Regions from separate parts of the Mus musculus genome. Here region 2 is linked to region 1. The links are chromatin contacts, called in public HiChIP or PLAC-seq maps. All regions are on one chromosome and are shown on one strand. Each heading gives the region's core, a stretch centred on a gene start, on an enhancer-like site or on the middle of the called end of the contact. The rest is flanking DNA. Distances are from core to core; before and after follow the strand shown. Region 1 holds the start of Poglut2 (protein O-glucosyltransferase 2). Region 2 overlaps Ercc5 (excision repair cross-complementing rodent repair deficiency, complementation group 5).

Evidence for each region. HiChIP or PLAC-seq counts read pairs in DNA pulled down with a chosen protein or histone mark.
Region 2: an H3K4me3 HiChIP or PLAC-seq map of pro-B cells shows a contact between it and region 1, with 2.1 times the contacts expected there. The contact joins the enhancer-like site here to the promoter of Poglut2 in region 1. A contact is called at or near these places in 2 of 39 promoter capture datasets (liver and macrophages), 2 of 15 datasets of contacts at CTCF or cohesin (large pre-B cells and pro-B cells), 8 of 484 Hi-C or Micro-C datasets (the 63-12 cell line, CD8 T cells, Th1 cells and 4 more), 6 of 115 datasets of contacts at active chromatin or transcription factors (the 230-238 cell line, the SCID.adh cell line, embryonic stem cells and 1 more) and 2 of 9 other capture datasets (adipose tissue and embryonic stem cells).

The regions. Positions count from the first base shown.
Region 1 is chr1:44,115,855-44,120,722 of GRCm38.p6, forward strand. Poglut2 (protein O-glucosyltransferase 2) reads right to left here and starts at 2,919. Exons shown (of 10, transcript NM_023645.3): 1 at 2,464-2,919; 2 at 1,184-1,389. The coding sequence starts at 2,645. Bivm (basic, immunoglobulin-like variable motif containing) reads left to right here and starts at 4,114. Exons shown (of 10, transcript NM_144558.4): 1 at 4,114-4,420.
Region 2 is chr1:44,172,099-44,176,966 of GRCm38.p6, forward strand. Ercc5 (excision repair cross-complementing rodent repair deficiency, complementation group 5) reads left to right here. Exons shown (of 15, transcript NM_011729.2): 9 at 1,240-1,481; 10 at 1,814-1,933; 11 at 2,064-2,277; 12 at 3,741-3,885. Among named protein-coding and RNA genes, the nearest start is that of Ercc5, 27 kb to the left of the region's middle. Within about 2 kb of position 2,008, at least 3 of the 459 cell types and tissues checked have an H3K27ac peak or open chromatin away from gene starts, as enhancers often do. A contact at or near this core is called in the 63-12 cell line and pro-B cells, where this site is marked.

The sequences.
Region 1 (4,868 bases), core at 1,669-4,168:
AAGTGTTGTTTTTTTATTATAAAATTCTCTTCTCATCCCTATGGGGGAAAACAGCAGAGAATGTCTTTGTCATAGTGGCATGACAATGACAACTAAAGCAATAGTTAATCCCTTTTTCTGCTCCAAGCCATCTGGCTGGCCTGGAATGTACACCATAAGACTAGGCTGGCCTCAAACTCTTAGAGGTAACCTGCTTCTCACCCTCCTCAGAGCACTGGGATTACAGGCATGTGCCACCCCACCTGGCAATCTTAGTGATGAGTATAAGTTACTTAAGTAGATCATTCCTTCAAGAATTACCTATGACTACATATTTAACTTGATTATTCAGTCAGGAGTTACAGTCAGTCTTGAATTGTAATGTGGGTGCTGGGAACCAAACTCAGGTCCTTTGGAAAAGCAGCCAGTGTTCTTAATCACTGAGCCATCGCTTCAGCCCTGGAAATTCTTTTTTAATCCTAAGATTTACACAAACATGAACACAAAATAAATAAGAAGTCTGAAGTAGTACAACAGATGGTAATCATGATTAAGTATGATTTTTTTGAGACCGTTTCAATTTCATATGTGCACATACATATGAAATTATTTTATACACATATGTATATGTCATATCTTATTGTAAGCTGTGTTCCAAATGGTTTATTAAAACCTTGTTGTAAATTATGAATTAAAAACCTCCCTAGTGGCTAAACATTTCTTATTCTACATTATGTGTGTGTGTATCTGCTTATGCACGCATGAATGCAGGTGCCTGTGTAATATAGATATCCTCTTCCATGAAACTGGAGCGCCAAGCGGCTCTGAGCCTCCTCACATGGGGGCTGGATCCAGACTTGGTCCTTTGCAAGTGCTTTTCACTGCCGAGCCATCTCTCTAGCTTTTTTTTTTTTTTTTTTTTTTTTCTCTCTAGCTTTTTAAGTTGATTATTCTCACAGGTGTGTCCTCAAGGAGCAACTTTTCTAGTAATGTTTCTTGGTCTTTAGTGAATTATAATCCCCATGTAAATAATCAATATCTCTCTTTTGCCAAGTTGCCTAATTTAGTTTTCAATTAGAAAAACATCTAGTTTTTTTTTCCATTTAGTGAAAAAAGTATGCTAAGTTTTTGATAGAATTCTTATTGATGGAATGACATGCCTTTTTGTATACAAATCCTACCATAAATTTTTGTTTCAAAATACCTCTTAAAACATAAGGAGACTCGGCAACATGTTGCCCATGGTGTTTAACCTCTATCTTCAGATTTCTGTAGCTGGCATACATTCTGTATCTTACTATGAAGGAACCGTCCTTTCGATCTAAAACCTGGACACCAACTCTCGTGAACTGCTCATCGGGTGCTGAGATTTTAACCTGGAACACCTTTTCACCTGGAGAAGATGTAAACCTGTTATGGAAAACAATGAGAGATGAGGGTTATTTTTAAGATCAAATGCACGCTACTTATTCTCTTTAATGTGTAAAGGTTGGACCTTCTGCTTTATCCTGATTTTAAGATATTGTTGTTCGATTACTCTCTTAGGCTTTTAGGACCAGAACCAATATGATAGAACAAAGATAAAAAAGAAAACAATAATAACATAAAATAATTTCATTAGATAGTTGCCAGGAGATAACACTTAAGACTAGCAATCTATTTAGCATACCAAACAGAGCACTATCAGTGTACTATTATTAATTCATAACCAACACAGCTGGCAATTTGTCATTTGTAACATGTTTACTTCAAGGATGACCTTATTTGAAAAATTGTTCTTAATGGCTTAAAATACAATCCAGTACTGTGGGGCTAGGGAGATAGCTGAATGGTTTAGAGCATTTACCATTATGTAAAAGACTTAGTTCAGTTCCTAGTATCCATTGTCCTTAAGGCTCACAACTATCTGCAGTTTCAGCTCAAGGAGATTCAAGGCCCTCTTCTGGCTTCCTCCAGCACTTGGGTGTGAGTATACACCCTACCCACATCATGTAATTAAAATATTACTACTAATAAAAGTCTAACAAATATACCAGTACTCTAAATTATGTTTAGTTATGGGGGAAATCAAAATAACTGGTCATCATGTTAGTAACACAAGTGTTTTGGACTGAATATTCCTGCATTTTGAATGCATTTAGTTTCTAGTGTTTAGTTTTCCCATTTAAAAATAACGGAGATTTGTTTAGCCTCAATTCCCATCTAAACAGCCAAGAAGAGAGCTGTTATTTTAGCAATATTATTTACACTATACATATTTCAGAATTATTAAGTCACAGAGAAAAGTTGATTTTGAAGGAAAAGTCTATTATAACCAGATGTAGACAGCACTCGAGAATTCTGGAATGTAAATGGACAGCAGTAAAGACGAGTCGGGGCATATAAAGATGAAGGACAAAACCAAAATAAACAACAGGAACAAAAACCCCTCGAGTTATTTTAAACCGCGATCTCAAATAGTTGAGGAGTCATTTCTCCACTTACTGTTCCCCTGAGGTATCCACCGCCCGAATGTAGAAATAGCGGGCAGGAAGGACCACGTGTGCTTTTAGCCCGGGTCCCCATATTTCGCTCTTCTCTGGGCTCAGCCTCCTCTCTCCGCCGGTCTGGGCAAGTGCTGGCACAGTCCCCAGAAAAAGGCAGGAAAGCAGCGAAATGCTGAACATTTACAAGACCGAGTCTTGGAAGATCCACGAATAAATGCAAACGTGCTAAGTGGACGGAGCTAGCCTGGGTAGGTAGGAGGACGGTGGTCAGTCCTAGCAGCAGTCAAAGTCCCTAAAGTGTCGCTTGACGTGCGGGGTCCGCGCGTGGGACTATGCTGTGCCCAAGAATGTCACAACCCGAGCGGTGGCATGTCCAGGAGAAGGATGCCACACGTTCTGCTGAACCTGGTTAAGAACCGCAGGCTCCACTTTCTCCGGACAATGACAAACTTGTGTTACTCTTGCCACTAGAGCATCACTTTGGGAACGAATCCGTCGCAAGTTCTAGCCAAGGTGAGAGGAGAAGGATTGGCCTGCGCTGTGACCAGTCTTAGTAAAGTCTTCTGCTAGTGGATGAGTGGGTCAGAGTGGAAAACGCGTCCCGGGCCCCTTAGCTTCCTGGGATATGTAGTCCGCCATAGGACTAGCGGAAATCCTGCCAGGAGTTCACCCCCAACTACTTTCGTCCCTTCCCTCCGTCCCTCACTCTCCCTCCTCCTTTCTCCCCCCCTACCTTCCTTTCTACTTCTTTTTTCAACTTTGGAGCACGGCTTTCTGGCAACCTTAAATACTACAGTTGCGCAACTAGCATGTCTGGAGTCACAGCAAAGATTTCCCAACTTATATTTTGTTCAAGGTATCCACCGCAAATGGCAGGTATATAGTAAACGCTGAAAGGGAGGCTAGGTGTTATCAATGATACCCAGTCACTCGGTGCTATTCTTGTGCGCTCAATGGGACGAAAGATTCTGGGCCTTGGGTAGGAGACTTGAGGATGCAGATCTGGTGTTGCCTTCCAGCACCAGAGTTCCGGGACCCAACAGGAACAGAGGTATTCCCCAGCGGAGGGCCTAGCCCAGGCACTGCGGTGCGCTCCGCCTCTCCGTAGCGCCGTCACTGCCTCGTTGCAGGACAACCCCCACCCCCACCCCCACCCCGCCGCGCCCCTGGAAGGATCTGGGTCGAGCTGAGTCTCTGAGGAGAGATGTAAGGGATAGAAATCACCAGAAGAAAGCTCGGCCTGAGGGGGGTGCATCCGTGGGTATCCCTGTACTCTCTTCAGGAGCGGGTCTCCACGCTGCGCTAGCGGATCCCAGGCACCCGGCCTGCAGTGGCCATCCTCTCTTTGCACCCTCGCTTCTCGGCCAGTGAGGTCAAGAGGAGTAGCAGGCTTTGTCCTCCCTCCACGGGGTAAGGGGCGTGGAAAACATAGACGGCCTGGTTGTGAGCCAAGGCAAGGGGATTCTTTTTCCCCCTGCCCCCCCCCCCCCCCCGCTATTGTTATTATTGGTGATATAATCATTCATCGCGGCCTCCCCTCCCAGCTCTCAGGCTGTCACTGTCTGCGTGCCACCAGCCTCTCCAGTCCCTAGCGCGTAGGAAGCGGCCCCCTTCAGGCCTGCGCGCTCCCCCTCCTGGCGAGCCTTTTCTTCCGGCTGGGAGTGAGGGAGCAGGCCGGGAGGAGGTTACAAGGCTTTAGATCTGGTCTTGGCCAGTGGGGACTAGGGACGCCTGGCACTGGGTTGGCCACCGCAGGACAGTAGTGGGAACCCGGCACAGTAGCGCTGCAGCAGTTGCACTTGCAACATCCCTGCTCTCCCGGTTCTCCTCCACCTGCACCTTTGTCACCTTCAGGTGCTTCGGAGCCTCAAAGAGGGGGCAGTGGGAAGTCTCCTGGCTCCTCAGAGTCTGAACTCCAGAGGGCATCATGTGCTGCATGAATCTCATACTCACAGGTAGGCCTCCCAGGTCTGGTCTGGTAGTCTAGGCAAGGGCGCTGATAGAAAAGGGGGGCGGGGGGGGCACCTGGCTGCTGTCTTAGCAGCTCTTATCAATCCTCAGCAAAACACTTTTCTGGGTCTCAGTTGCTTTCTATGCAGAATATTGATTATACTGTTTGTGATATGTGGAAGGCTTTACTGAGATTTTATTGGATGTCTAGCTCTCTACTGAATGTGATACTTCAGCATGTAGACACGAAAGGCACATAAATGGAAAAGAATAAACTCAGGCAATCGATATCGGTTTTGCAAACAGTATGTTTATTTGACAGAATTGTTCATTCCAAAGACTTTCATAAGTCATTCCTCTAGTGCCGTCCTAGAAGCTTGGGGTTTATATTGCTTATGAGATACTGTGAATAAATTGAGTGGTATTCCGCAAGTCCTAATATGTTAATCAAAA
Region 2 (4,868 bases), core at 758-3,257, 55 kb after region 1:
AACAGTGTCATTCTCTGTTCCTACTGCCTAATAATGTAGATGTAGAACTCTTGGCTCTTTCTCCAGCACCATGCCTGCCTGCATGCTGTCATGCTTCCTGCTGTGATGACAATGGACTAAAGCTGAACTATAAGCTAGCCTTTATTAAATATTTTTCTCTATGAGAGTTGACATGGCCATGGCGTCTCTTCATAGCACTAGAAATTCTAACTAAGACAATGATGAGAATGGGGTATTAAAGACTCTCACTATGAGTGTATTTGTCAATATATGATTTAAGCTGTTGTAGTGCTTCTTTTACAAACTTGAGTGCCCTTTTGTTTTGGGCATCAATGTTAAGAGTTGAACTATCAACTTGGTAGATATGAGTGAGTATTTAGTGTTCTTCCCTATCTCTTTTGATTAGTTTTGATTTAAAGTTTATTTTCTAAGATATTAAAATGGCTACATCAGCTTGCTTCATAGGTCTGTTTACTTGGAATATCTTTTCCAACCTTTTACTCTGAAGTAATGTCTATCATTGATGTTGAGGTGTGTTTCTTGGATGTAGCAAAAAGATGGATGGTGTTTTCACAGCAGGCTGTTCGGTTGCAAAGAGAGGGATGAGACTAGGGAGTTGGGTGTGGAGGAGAGGAGGGAGTGGTGAAGGTTTTTAGTTAGCTTACCTGTTTCCCTAGCCTGCTCAGCTGGTGTGCTCACAGAGAATGCTAGTTAGAGCCTGGGATACTAGGATGAGTGGAGGCAAGGAAGGTTGGAGATCTTTGTGATACATTTGGGATGGGGTGAGAGGAAAGTGAGACAGCAGCAGGGAGGTGTCCTGCTACAGAGTAGTGGATGAGACTGAGGGAATGGGACTGGAGGAGAAAATGGAGAGGTGAAGACCTGCCGTCAGCCTATCTGCATCCCTGGCCGTCTCTCTGAGTTTTAATAACAGAATTAGTCAATGTAACGTAGCTTTTCAAAGTTAATATGCAAATCTGTGAGAATTTGTTTCCTACTTTTAGTGACCAAGAGCTTAATAGATCATTTTATCTCATTGAAAACGCTTGGTTGGAAGTGGCAGATAGGCATCTGTGGTGCACTGTAGCAAACTAGTGAGTTGAATGTTTATAGCTATCCTTAAGTCATTTCCTTTGGGGTTTGACATTTTTCAGGACTGCTCAGAAAGCTTTGATGACTTCACAGTGGCTCTAATGTTCTCATGTCAGATGAAGTGACATCATGATTTTTTTTGGACAGGAAGTTTCATTGAGGTGCAGAGTGTGGTCAGCAATAGTGAACTTCAAACAGAGTCATCCGAGGCTTCTACACATCTCTCTGAAAAAGATGCAGAGGAACCAAGAGAAACTCTGGAGGAAGGAACCTCCAGGGACACAGAGTGCCTCCTACAGGACAGCTCTGACATTGAGGCAATGGAAGGACACAGAGAAGCTGACATAGATGCTGAGGACATGCCCAACGAATGGCAAGATATTAATTTGGTAATATCACATTCTAACTTAGTGCCAAGGAAGCCAAGTCTATGGCTTTTGAGATTTTAAAAGTCGCTAGATAAATATTCACTAGCTGTTTTTAATTCATCTTGTTTCTTATAGCTCCCTTTTAATATGTAAGTTATACCTGGGGTTTTTAGTTAGGTTCCCATATGATGTAATGAGACCACTGAAAGGGGCAGTCTTGCCTGGAAATCCCAAGTGGAAAACACTGTAAGGCTTATTGGTCATTTCAGCCAGAGGAAATGCGTGCTTTATTGTAACAAATGAGCATAATTGGATCATGACTGTAATTTTCTGCGGCTGGGAACATGTTTTAGGAGGAACTGGATGCCCTGGAAAGTAACCTCTTAGCAGAACAGAATTCACTGAAAGCGCAAAAACAGCAGCAAGATCGGATTGCTGCCTCTGTAACAGGCCAGATGTTTCTGGAAAGCCAGGTAAGTGTGACTTTAGCTTGGTCTTCCTTAGCCTCGACCTTCCTCTCAGAAGGGCTGTGTAATACTGTCACACCCCCTTGTGGTCAAGGCCCACAGCACATTCCCCTGCTTGTTGCTTCTCTTACTGCAGGAACTCCTGCGCCTGTTTGGCGTTCCCTACATCCAGGCTCCCATGGAGGCAGAGGCACAGTGTGCCATGTTGGACCTCACTGACCAGACTTCTGGAACGATTACTGACGATAGTGATATCTGGCTGTTTGGGGCCCGGCATGTCTATAAGAATTTTTTTAACAAAAACAAGTTTGTAGAGTACTATCAATATGTGGACTTTTACAGTCAACTAGGTAAGAGTCAGTGTGGTCATCTCCCAGACTTCCACACATTCACTCTCCTGATTTGCCTCATGTGGTTTTTCTTCTCAAGGAACTCATTTGATGCATGAGTGAGAGGTCATAGGGTATTAAAAACTGGGTTTAAGAAATTAAAATCCTAGTGTCTGTCTTGCAGTTAAATCATCTGACAAGGTTAGTTGAATACTTACTTGGCGGTGAACCAGAAATGTTCTCATAGTGTGGGGAAGGAGCCATTGTGACTTCTGCCACAGTGAGTGTCCCTGACACTCACATCCATCACCACTCTCTCATTCATCCATTCATCCACTTGGGAAATGCACACAGAATGACTCTCATGTCAGTCATTCTTGACAATAGTGAGAATGAAATATCTTTCTCTAGTGGAGGAGAAAGATGCTGGCCTTGTTTGTAAGTCATAATCTGCCAGTTAGTGTATACCATGGGGAAAAGAAGCAGAGAGAGGGTGAGGTGCAGCTGCAGGAGGGTACATGCTGTTCCTCACAGGGTTGTCATCAACGGAGGCTTTGTTTGTGGCAGTCTTGGGCAGGCTCCTTAAGGAAATCGGAAGAAAACTGTAACTACAGTTTTGACAAAGACTGTGTCAGAGGGACTTAAAGATTTCAAAGCCTTGAGGCAGAACCTTGTTTATATACATATTCTAGAGAGGCAAGGAGACCAATGGGAATGGGGGAGGTGGTGATAACAGTGGTTAATATTGGAGAGAAGAAACTGAAACCTTGTAGTGTCTGGTACATCAGAGAGAGGAGTGTGCATGTCTTAGATGTAGGAGGTGGGAGGAAAGGTTCTAGATTCCTGGTTCTGGGCCAGTAGTAGAGTGGAGAAGAGGAAGGGAGAGTTAAATTGAGATAAGTTCAACCTGAGAGTCTCACTAGATACACAGGCAGGAGTACTCTGTTGGTAATTGAATGCATATGCTTGTGGTCAGAGTAAGCAGTCTAGATAACTAAATGTAGAGGTCAGCTTATATAGAAAATTTCACATAAGACTACTTAAAATTTAAATCTCAACAGAATATTTAACAAAAGAACCTATTTTTAAATTAAATATGTCCTCGGATGTTGGTTTAACATATACAGCTTATATAATATGTTATATAAAATTTATAAAATATTAAAACTTTATAATATATAAATTATATATAATATTAATTTTTATAAAATATTAAAGAATGCAGTGGTTTATGCCTTTATTCCCAGCATTTGGGAAGCAGAGGCCCATTGGATCTCTGTGAGTTTGAGGCTAGCCTGATCTACAAAATGAGTTCCAGTACAGTCAGGGCTGCACAAAGAAACCCTGTCTTGAAAAACAAAACAAAACAACATCTATCTGTCTGTATGTCCTTTCTTCTGTCTGTCTGTCTGTCTGTCTGTCTGTCTGTCTGTCTCTGTATATATATATATATATGATCGATTGATTGATTGCTATTTATACAGGACTGGACCGTAACAAGCTAATCAACTTGGCCTATCTACTGGGCAGTGACTATACGGAAGGGATACCAACTGTAGGCTGTGTAACAGCCATGGAGATTCTCAATGAATTCCCTGGACGAGGCCTGGACCCACTCCTAAAATTCTCGTAAGCCTTTTTCTCATGCCTTTAATTCAGGTATATATATATATACTCAGACTAATACATGGATTATTTTTAACTGAGCTCTTACTGTGCTGTTGCTTAGGCTGAGCTCAAAGTTGCAATCCTCCAGCCTCAGCTTCCTATGTAGCTGCTACTGTAGGTGTGTGCCATCACTTTTGAGAATATGTTTCTAAAATCACAAGCTGTCCCAAGTCATTGTACATTGAGGCAGTAGTTGGTGACAGTGGCTGTGGTTTCCAGGGCCTTGGTGAATCTGTTTTTGGTCTATTTTAGTCTCGTTTTGGTCATGGCTGATTTATCCTAGTCCAGGGACACAAAGATGGTCTGTAGTGCTCATTAATGTGTGAGCTGCCTCTGAGTTCATTTAGATGATTATAGAGTAGTCAATATGAGTAAGATATTCAGGCCTTATCAGTGGAAAAGATGAGTAGTTATATTCTACACCCTTGCCGCTTCTTGTGGGAGTAAATGGATAGTGGAGAAGCAAATGAAATTGTTCAGTATTGCTAGTGAAATTTTTCACCACTTGTTCAGTGTTATAAAAGAAGTCAACCATAAATGTGCTTTGAGGTGCAGGTGCAGGAACTTACATTGTAAAGTCACTTTCCAGGAAAACCCACGTGCTGACCCAGAGTTTGCTGTACTTAAGGTGCAGCTTCTGAGCTTTGGAGAAGTTGACATATTCGGGATCTGTTATTGTTATGCCCAGGACTCGGGATTCTTTAAGGGGTGTATTAAGGGCAGATACTTGTGTGCTTTGCCAGTATTATGTTGTAAAACTGGTTAAGAAAACATTTCCCTCTAGAGGACTCAAGTGAGTTCCCAGCACCTACATTAGATGGCCTCCGAGGGCACCTGCACATATGTGACAGTCACATATATACTCAAAACAAAACAAGCAAAAACTTAAAAAGAAAAGAAAGCATTATTTTCCTCTTGATTTTGGTATTGAAGCCCACTGTTAA